2 separate regions of the Capsicum annuum genome follow, and region 2 is linked to region 1. The links are chromatin contacts, called in public Hi-C maps. All regions are on one chromosome and are shown on one strand. Each heading gives the region's core, a stretch centred on a gene start, on an enhancer-like site or on the middle of the called end of the contact. The rest is flanking DNA. Distances are from core to core; before and after follow the strand shown. Region 1 has its middle 69 kb from the start of LOC107844351. Region 2 holds the start of LOC107844754 (NAC domain-containing protein 6).

Region 1 (5,174 bases), core at 1,382-3,881:
ATCATTAGCATCTAATATTTATTGACATACGTGATAGCATATGCTAGCATCGAGGATATCATCAACATCTAATATCTATTAGCACATGAGATAGCATATGCTAACGTCGAAAATATCTCATTATTTCATGAATCAGCATCTAAATACATCAAAATCACGTAATTCAAAGGGATGTCTTTAAGTTGCTAGCTAAAAGCAAACGACATATGAGACTTCCTAGAAATTGACAACCTGGGGGTCATCTATAAGTCATATTATGTGAAATAGGATAGCGTGCAAGATTACCTATGAGTTGATAGCCCATAGGTCATTCGTAAGCCGCAACAACATCCTAACTGGATAGTGTGCAAAGTTACCCAAAAAATTGACAGTCCAAAGGTTATCCGTAAGTCACAACTAAATCCTTACCGGAGAATATATGAGATTAACAAATTGATAAGTCCAAGGGTCTCTATAAGCCACGTCATATCAAAGATCGGTTATGTGCAGGATTACCCAAAGACTAGCAATTTGAGACATATCTATCCAAGGTCAGATGATGTACAAGAATACCTGAGAATTATCGGTTTGAGGGATATCTATAAGCCATCTCTTATCCAAGGTCGGATAATGAGCAGGATTACCTAAAGGATAGAAATTCAAAGGATATCTGTAAGTCGCCTCGTATCCAACATCAAATAATGTGCAAGATTATCCAAACATTGATATTTCAATGAAAATCTATAAGTGATATCGATACAAAAGATACGCAGGACTTACCCGATGTCACATGTAAAGATTATTGTCAATAACCAAAAAGGTTATCATAGGCAACCAAAATGATTCACCTTAGCATAATATTACACGGTTGCAGGGACCATTCTACATAAAGTGCATCGGTGTCTAAAAGGACCACCCCACCTTGAAGACATAGTCAATCGACAAATGAGATAATTATAAAACAACCAAAAGAGTTGTTATGTCTATTGTTGTAAGTTATTTCCTTCCAAATAGGTACATGAAAGGGATGACTTTATTTTTCAGGCAACAACTTACATGGAGATATGGTAAAGACTATATACCTCTTTCGTGAATTATGTTTAGCACTAACACTTTTGTTTAAGACATTGTCGAGAGCATCCGAGAGGATGAAAATCTCAAATCAAAACCATCGGTGCAGATGACTCCAGATAGGATGCAGTATAACGTGGAACTCTTTCTTAGCAGCAAAATGGGACATAGTCTAGAGAGAGATGTCAAACTCTTTGGACGCGAGCTAAAGGATGATCAACACCACCATCTAACCATACCCCTATTATAAGGAATGTGGGAATTTTTGGGATATTTCGGTTTTAGCTTCACCTTCAGTATATTTCTAAACTCATACCGAGGATAAACTTCTCTTTCTTTCAAATTCGGGTGATAAGACACCTAGAGTTTTGGAAATTATGTCCAGGTAAGTTCTTACCTATGAAAGTAAAGTTCTCCACGTTCATGGTTAAGAGTTTACACACCTCTTTTTCATAACTTGAACAACTTGCCACTCATCCTGAGTCAGAGATCATCTAAAATAAAAGACTATATTTTCTACCAATTGAGTCGAACTACAAACAGTCTGATTCCCTGCGTCTCAGAGATATGTAGGCTGGGATCTATGTAGAAAACTCGACTGCATTCTAACTTCCCCCCAAATCCCTCTATTCCCCAGCTTTTCGATTTCACCAAAAACTCCAAAATCGATATAGCTTATGAATTTTTTTAAAATCATGCTTAAAATCAAGCTTTATGAACTACAAGTGGCCTGAATTCTCATGTAACCTGAGATATGTAGGAAACCTGATATGGAGGTTCGGCCATAACTCTATGAAACTCGTGCGAAAATCAACCTCTTTCAGATTCGAATATGTGATCGGACAAAAATTAGGAACGTCAACCTCCCTTTGCTCAGGGTTACTTACATCCACCCTACCCAAAGGGAGGGGGCAGTTGTTGACACCTATTTTTTGCCCTCCATGACTAAATTTAATCCTAAGCTTTTTCGAATTTTAATAAAATCAAAATATTTATTTCATCCGAATAAAAAAAATTCAAAATATTTTTTGTACGTAATTTTATCATTTTAAGTAGTGATTATATATTATCGTGTTCAATTATACGATATTATATAATTTGATTACTTAAAATATTTATTCTATGGAATATCAGATTCTAATTAAGGATTATTTTAAAAATAAATATAATAATTAAAATCTTGATTTAAATGTAATTTATTTTTAAAAATAATTTATTTGGATAAATATGTATTTGATTTTATCAAAATAAATTAATTTATTTGAATAAATATGTGTTTGACCTTATCAAATCAAGAAGCTCGAGATTAAATAAGGTATTAATTCGTATCGAATTTCGATTGAATTTAGTTAATTCATTAAATTTGACCATAATTGAAATCAAATTGACTACATTTGCAATTCAATGGGCCAATTTAATTTTCAAATTGATCAAAATATTAATCAAATTCGACTAAATTCTAAATTGCAATTGGGGGTTAAGTTTTAAATAACCCCCAAAATTTTAACAATCTTATGACCCATCCGATTTAAACCAATAACAGCCCAAAGTCCTCAGGCCAATCCCTTTTAACCAAATAATCTGCCCCAACCCAATTATACACACCGACCCAGTTGAAGAAACGATCCAACCCGGCCCAAATCCCCTTTTCATCTTTATCTGATCAACAACACCACCATAAAATAGGTACAACTTCAACAAGCGTACAACTAACAAAACCATGACAACAATCTTATCAATAGCGACAACAGCTCCTTGCAAAACCTGAATCCGACCCAGCGACCCATGCCCAAACCAACCCGAACAACTCAACAATTGTGCGAAATTCCCTTTCCCGTTTTTGTTTCCTCTCTTTTCTATAAAAAATGGTCGAATCTTCTACAATATGGTGAGTTGGCTCATCCCAACGTCCAAATCCCTAGAATTTTGGATTAATCCATACGAATTCGTACATATGTGTGCGGATTTCATTGGTTTTGAGGGAATTCTCCTTTTTCTTATTCTTAAAAAAAATAACAAAATTGGTACAATCGGGGAACAAGATAACATTATCCTCAGTTTGAATTTTGAATTTCCCACTGAAAGTCTCCAAATTGCCCCTGTGCTTTTCTAGTTCTATATAAAGCATATTTGTGAGCAAAATGGAGGAGCTCTCGAAAGGTGGAAAAAAAGGCTCTCAAGAAAACACTCCCTTCATAGCTCTCAAGAAAAGCTATATATATATAAGGGCGTCGAAATTGTGGAAGTAGCTGTGAGGTTTTTCTGGTGGTCGGAATCTTGTCGTTAACTCGTGGTCCCATTTTGCTGACCATCATCCGGTTAGTCTTTGAATTTTCTTTTCTCATGTGGTTGCATTGTAATAGTGGTAGTCGTAGTAGTTTTGATTAGTATATTGTGTGCTGGGAGTTGTTGTAGAGGTTTTGAAGCCGTAGGGTATCGCAAAGAGGATGGCAATTTGTTGTTAAGACGGTATTCTTGACGTTCTTGATTTGAAGATTTTTAGTTAATAAGCTGAAAGAGACCTGTCAACCATGTAGTCTTAAATTAATAGTTGTGTTGATTGATGATTACTTTCTTGATTAGTTTATTGAAGGAAAATTGGAGTTAGGGGCTTTTTTTTATGATAGAGATAATCTGTTTTGAATGCATATGGTTGATTTGTGATAAATATTGAATTTTGTGTTTCTTTTTGGTGTGATTAGTTTGTCGGAAAAAAAAATTAGAGTTAGGATTTTTCGTTACGATAGAGATTATATTTTTCAATGTACAAGATTGAATCTTTATTATTTGATTATAAATTTTTGTTGTTGAGCGTTTTAAAGAGGAGTCAGAAGGAAACTGTAAACACTTATATACTAAAATGGCTCTTTGTTTTACGTCTACTTTTTGCATTTACGAATTTTTTTGTCTATCTCATTTTAATCTCGCCCATGTTGGTATTATTTTGTTTGATGAACTGTTTATCTGTTTTTCATATTTAAATCTACCTTTTATTTCTTTATTTGGTTGTTCTAATTACTCGTTCAATATACTTGTGACTTGGTTACATAGCTTCTTTGCAGCAGATATTTGTATTCTTTATCAATAGTTTTACTTGCTTTTTGGTAGAAATACTAGAAACCCTTTACAATCAGATTTTGTAGTGTGTTGAAATTTCTTATTTGAAGTTTTTGGATGCTTACATGGCTTAAGAAAGGTTTATATCTATTTTACTTCAGTTTATTTGCTTTTTGGCTTAAGATGGTAGTGGACACAAGTTTGTTGTCTTCCTTTGGTGCTAATGAACAAATGTTGGACCCCTTAATCTTATCAGTTACTTCCATCTGATCATCTTAACTTTTTAAATGGAAAATTACAAATCTAGTAAAGATTCAGTGGACATTTCTTATCCTAAGAAAATTGGAGAAGCTAATCGGCTTGTGATTGTTTAAGATTCATCTACGTTTAGTTAAATCCGCAATATTTTTATCTAGTTTTTTTCCCTCTTCGATAAACCGTGGGTTAACTAATTTAATTTTTTTCCTTTATTTTCGGTGTTTTAACTTTATTTCTCTTTCCCTTCATTAGTCACGTATTAATGTTCTCTATTTTCTTCTTTCTTTTTCTTTTTTGCATGAAAATTCGTTGAAGTACAAACGGACTGTTTGCATTCCCTAATGGGCCAATAAGGCCATCATTTGAGTCAAGCCCGAAAGAGAGTCTAAAGCCTATTACACGGCATATGAATATGAAAAGTTGAAAGAAGAGGAAGGGATTAAAGTCCCATATTTGAAGTGGCTAAGAGACTTGAAAGTCTTATTTATTTATTGATGTCTCATGTATTGATTTATTTGTTGTCTTATTTCTTTATTTCATTATTTATTCATTTGGGTCTTGAAGCCAAGTTGTAAATTTAATACAGGTGAAGCGAATTTTGAGCCAAAAGGCTCGAAAACATAGAATTAGGACAGATAAAAGTGGGTCAAAAGCTAAATAAGATTAGGACATGTTTCGTTGATTTGGGCCCAATGGCCTAAGTCTTTTGTTTTCTCTCCTTTCCCCCTTTTATGTGTTAATTTATCTTTCATTTGTTTAGACTTAGTTAAAATCCCTATTAAATCGTCCAAATTTATTTTACACAAATC
Region 2 (5,274 bases), core at 2,077-4,576, 110 kb after region 1:
ACATATAAAAATATAATGGATTAGTAATTTAGTATCATAATTTTTGTAATCACATACAACTGATGAGTCTAACAAAAAGGTTAGTGCTATTAATTTTTAAAATCATATTATTATCTCACTAAAATCTAAAGCAATAATATTTGCAATGTAAGAAAATTAACTATCTAATATCAATATTAGTTTCTTCATATTTAATGTATAAAATATAAAGTTTTATGTTATTGGTAAAATTCTTATTGCACATTTCGATTTCAAGATAAATTTTTATAAGGCCTTAAAAACGTAAGATATATACAAGATCATTAACTTAAATCTTCAAAGTACAAATTATATTTTTTATAAAACATAAAGTCCTTGAATAATGGCTCATAAAATTTTCTTCAAATATATAGAAAATAAAATGAATATGCAACATAACTTGTATATTTAGTTTACTCGATAAATCAAGAAAAATTTACGTTAAAACAATACTCAAAATAAATTGAGATTCTAGTTAGAACGTCCACACGTATCACTTGAACAATTCATTTTCTACAACATGTGATAGCAGAAATTAATTAGTGTTTACTAAGTACAACCTTCTTATATAGTGGTAGATTGATATGGTATTAGAACTTCTGGCTTAGTTGACAGTTGTACAATATTATTTTCCATATATATATGTGTATAATTGTTAACTGATTATTTATTTTCTATTTATATTTCTCAATCAACCTTATCATGCTTCCTTAGTTGACTTATACTGAATAAAATTATAGATACCTTTTATCATATAAATATTCTTTTTATGGTAATACTTCAACTGTATATATTTATTTTATTAGTAACTCACACCTACATTTCATTATATAACAATATTATAATTTATTGCTGATATTTTTATTATTAAGAAATTTTTATTCCTATTTTATTTTGAAAGCAAAGGAGCCATTATACTATATTTATTAATTAATGACAAGTTAGTTTGATTATAATTTCATTTTCATGTATATTAATTTTCATTCATAAAAAAAGTATCTTTTTTAAATTTAATTATTTTAAAATCCATAATTATTCTTGCAGACATATATAAAGTTATATAATTGGTCAATTAAATAATATTTTTATAACGTAAAATTTTATTTGACTTGAAATATTAATTACGAATATGTATTTTAGTAGTTATTTTCAATAAATATTATGCAGTCTTTTTTTGTATAGTAATATTCATTTTTAAAAAATTTCAGTATTTATTTAGTTTCAATCTATCCTCCTTTAAATTTAAGACTATCATTTGTTCACTTCCTAATATAGAATGATAGTATTATTAGTTATTGATAGTTATTCTTAATTATGAAAATTCTTTCATTAAATATGTATGCACATTATTTTAAATATAGATTACTTGAAATATATCGAATGAAAATGCTTCCAATAAATATGAATGCATATTTTTAAAATATAAATTACTTGAAATATATTAAAATAAATTTATTTATTTTTGTAGTCCAAAGTTATTATTTGAGTGATGACATCTTTTTCATAATATTTTAAATTTTGGAATGATTCTTTGATTATTATGATTGTTTTCCATATAAATTATTTGATTACTAATTGTTTATTCTCTTAATTGATATTTCTTGATACTTTCTTAATTTAGTCAATTATAATAAAATTATAAATGTTCTATTTATGCATAATATTATTATTTAAATTAATTATATACATCTTTTGAGTGATGACGTCTTTTTCATAATATTTTTTTTTTTAATTTTGAACTGACTTTTTGCTCACAATAATATTTTCCTTATAAGTTACTTGATTATTAATTGGTTATTCTCTAATTGATATTTTTGTATTACTTTCTTGATTTACTAAATTATAGTGAAATCATAAATATTTTTTAAATAATATTATTATCTATATTATTTAAATTAATTGTGCATGTTACTTTCTTGATTTTTTGTTGTAAGATGCTAGTTCTTAAAATGCCACTTGACATAATTATAAGTTAGACTATTCTCTTTTATTATATATATAGAGAGAAATTATTTGATTATATTAATCGACTAATACATGATTGTGGCGTCATGAATTTTAAAAACAATAATTCTCACAAATCTTTTGGAAGAATTTAAACATATATAATTCAAGAAGACGATTTTAAGGAAAAATTCAAGTTGTCTTCATTTAATAGGGGTCAATCTTAATAGTTTTCATCCAATATGAGTCAAACTTTGTTGTTTTTACCATAATATGCAATAAATATGAAATTAATATAAAATATTTAAATAATCTAGAAAATAATTTTTTATTGTAAGATGCTAGTTCTTAAAATGTCACTTTACATAATTATAGACTAGACTATTCTTCTTTATTATATGTATAGATATGCAATAAATATAGAATTAATATAAAATATTTAAATAATCTAGAATATAATTTTTTGTTGTAAGATGCTAGTTCTTAAAATGCCACTTGGCATAATTATAGGCTAGACTATTCTTCTTTATTATATGTATAGATATGCAATAAATATGAAATTAATATAAAATATTTAAATAATCTAGAAAATAATTTTTTGTTGTAAGATACTAGTTCTTAAAATGTCACTTGGCATAATTATAGGTTAGACTATTCTCTTTTATTATATGTATAGATATGCAATAAATATGGAATTAATATAAAATGTTTAAATAATCTAGAAAATAGTTTTTTGTTGTAAGATGCTAGTTTTTGAAATGTCACTTGGCATAATTATAAGTTAGACTATTCTCCTTTATTATATGTATAGATATATAGATATGAAATAAATATGAAATTAATATAAAATATTTAAATAATCTAGAAATTAGTTTTTTGTTGTAAGATGTTAGTTCTTAAAATGTCACTTGACATAATTATAGGTTAAACTGTTCTCCTTTATTATATACAATATATAAAAATAATTAGTACTACTTTTAAACATATCTTTTGCTTATTATCATTTATAGAACTATAATATGTATTGAAGTGAATAATGTATGTAATAGATATATTATAAGTATTTTAAATTATATTATATTTGTTGGATAAGAAAACTGCATTATGTATTAAAAGTGAATTATACACATAATATAGATATTGTTATAATTTTTATATCTGGAGAAAAAATTTATCATCATAGGTGATACATATTTTCTAAATATAATATATCTATATAATTTTCCTAGAAAAAAATTGATGTCAATATCGAGAATATGTCCCACGTATTGACAACACTGTCCATAAACGCGTCAAAGTCTCGAGGAAAGACTCAAAGACTTGGTACCTTATACCAGTAAGTCTTTCTTATAATACTCTATTCTTCCTAGTTGTTTCGGTTATAAATATATTCCTTGGTCTGATATGATTTACTCCAACTAATATACTTTACTGTACTCACCACGCAACTTGAAAAACAAAATTAAATCAGGAAAGGTGATCGTCCGAATAATGGAAGAATCAGCAATGGAGCTTGATCTGCCAGGCTTCCGCTTCCATCCAACAGAAGAAGAGCTTCTTGAATTTTACCTCAAAAATAAGGTCTTAGGTAGGAAATTGCGATGCGATGTAATTGGTCTTCTCAACATTTATAGTCATGATCCTTGGGACCTGCCAGGTATATCGAAATATTCCCAACATTTTATGCAATTTGTAATTTAAATGTCTTACAACATGTAACAACATTTATATAATGTGGTCGTATGCCTAATTGAGTAGGGCTGGCGACTATTGGCGAGAGAGAATGGTACTTTTTTGTGCCAAGGTATAGAAAACATGGCAGTGGAGGGCGCCCTAACAGGACTACTCAAAAGGGATTTTGGAAGGCAACTGGTTCTGATAAAAAGATTTTTGGTTTATCACATCCTAGGAATATAATTGGCCTCAAGAAGACACTGGTTTTCTATACTGGCAGAGCGCCTCGAGGCTCTAAGACAGATTGGGTCATGAATGAGTTTCGTTTACCTGATCCTTTCTCGTCACCTCAGGTATTATATATTTCAGTATTTTTCCTTCATTTGAATAGCAAAATTTAAGGAAAAAAAAAAAAAGTCTTAGATACATATCAATTTGAACTCAATAGCTATGACTTAAGATAATACATGTGTTTAAACATCAGTAAATAAGTACAAACAACAGATTTTGAACCCAGTGGATGGTTTGAGCCTGAGCCCAAAAAATTCAAATTTTAGATCAACCTTAATAAATATTTCTTTGAAACTTGTAATTTTGAACATGACATAATATCGTTATAGTTATAAAAGCATGTAATTATGATATGGTGAAAAGTTTAAGGTGAAGAATTTTCAAATGTATAAAGATATCATACTGTTTTGAACATTCTAAAATGAAAAAAACATCTATATAACATGGAACATTCAAGTAACTACAATTCCGCTCAATAAATTATCTAAGTTACCATATGAAGATACTGAATTCAAAATTCTAAATGCAGGACATAGTGTTGTGCAAAATATACAGGAAAGCGACCTCTTTAAAGGTGTTGGAGCAGAGGGCTGCAATTGAAGAAGAAATAAAGACCGCAAAGCATGTAGATGTATCTCCTTGTTCAATTACCCAGCCCATAGACACCGTGTCATTTTGCAACGAACATCATGAACTAATGGCCACGTCAATAACTTATCAGAGCCACGGGTTCTTGATGTCAATCGCCAAGGATGAAGTAGAAGAGGATATTTTATCAGTTACTGAGAACAACCAATACGAAGTATCAGGAGAAGTCAAAGGCGAGAGTAATTACTTCAGGCCAAAATTACTGAATGGGCAAGACAACCTGGCTGAGTTGCACGTCCCTAAATTCAGCATGGACTTTAGTCAAGACCCTGTTTGGATGCAATTGCGTAGTCCTTGGCTTGATAATTTCAGTTTGACACCTTCAGCATTTGTGCATAACTTTTAGGCAGATAAATTTGAATGGTTAATTAATCAGTAGTCAGTTTTAATCAAACTTGACTTAGTATTCTTAACCATCATTTCCACTTCCCAGGGATTTTTTCAAGAATAATAGTGATATGCTCACAGCCAACACCTAACCAGCTGACCGCCTAAGGTCTTTGTTCATGGTAACCTTAATGGTTCCCTATGTAGTATTTTTTCTTTTTTTCCCAAGTAGCGGTATAATATCTTGGTTGATAAATTCTGGGTATTGAAAGTCGAGCTTTAACGTAAATTTTCAAATGGTAAATTCTAATTTGTACAGTACTGACGGATAATTATTTCAGTTCCTTAATGTCCATAGTCCCTTAGGGGACA

What was found. A called contact is a pair of places that touch in the nucleus more often than the background predicts.
Region 2: a contact with region 1 is called in a Hi-C map of placenta, with 4 times the contacts expected there. The contact joins the promoter of LOC107844754 here to the enhancer-like site in region 1. A contact is called at or near these places in 2 of 5 Hi-C or Micro-C datasets (leaf and placenta).

What each region holds. Positions count from the first base shown.
Region 1 is chr10:133,097,405-133,102,578 of UCD10Xv1.1, forward strand. No RefSeq gene overlaps it. Among protein-coding and RNA genes, the nearest start is that of LOC107844351, 69 kb to the left of the region's middle. Within about 2 kb of position 2,632, at least 5 of the 5 cell types and tissues checked have an H3K27ac peak or open chromatin away from gene starts, as enhancers often do. A contact at or near this core is called in leaf, where this site is marked.
Region 2 is chr10:133,204,830-133,210,103 of UCD10Xv1.1, forward strand. It overlaps LOC107844754 (NAC domain-containing protein 6), which reads left to right and starts at 3,327. Exons shown (of 3, transcript XM_016689105.2): 1 at 3,327-3,619; 2 at 3,721-3,989; 3 at 4,457-5,220. The coding sequence starts at 3,454. The coding sequence ends at 4,921.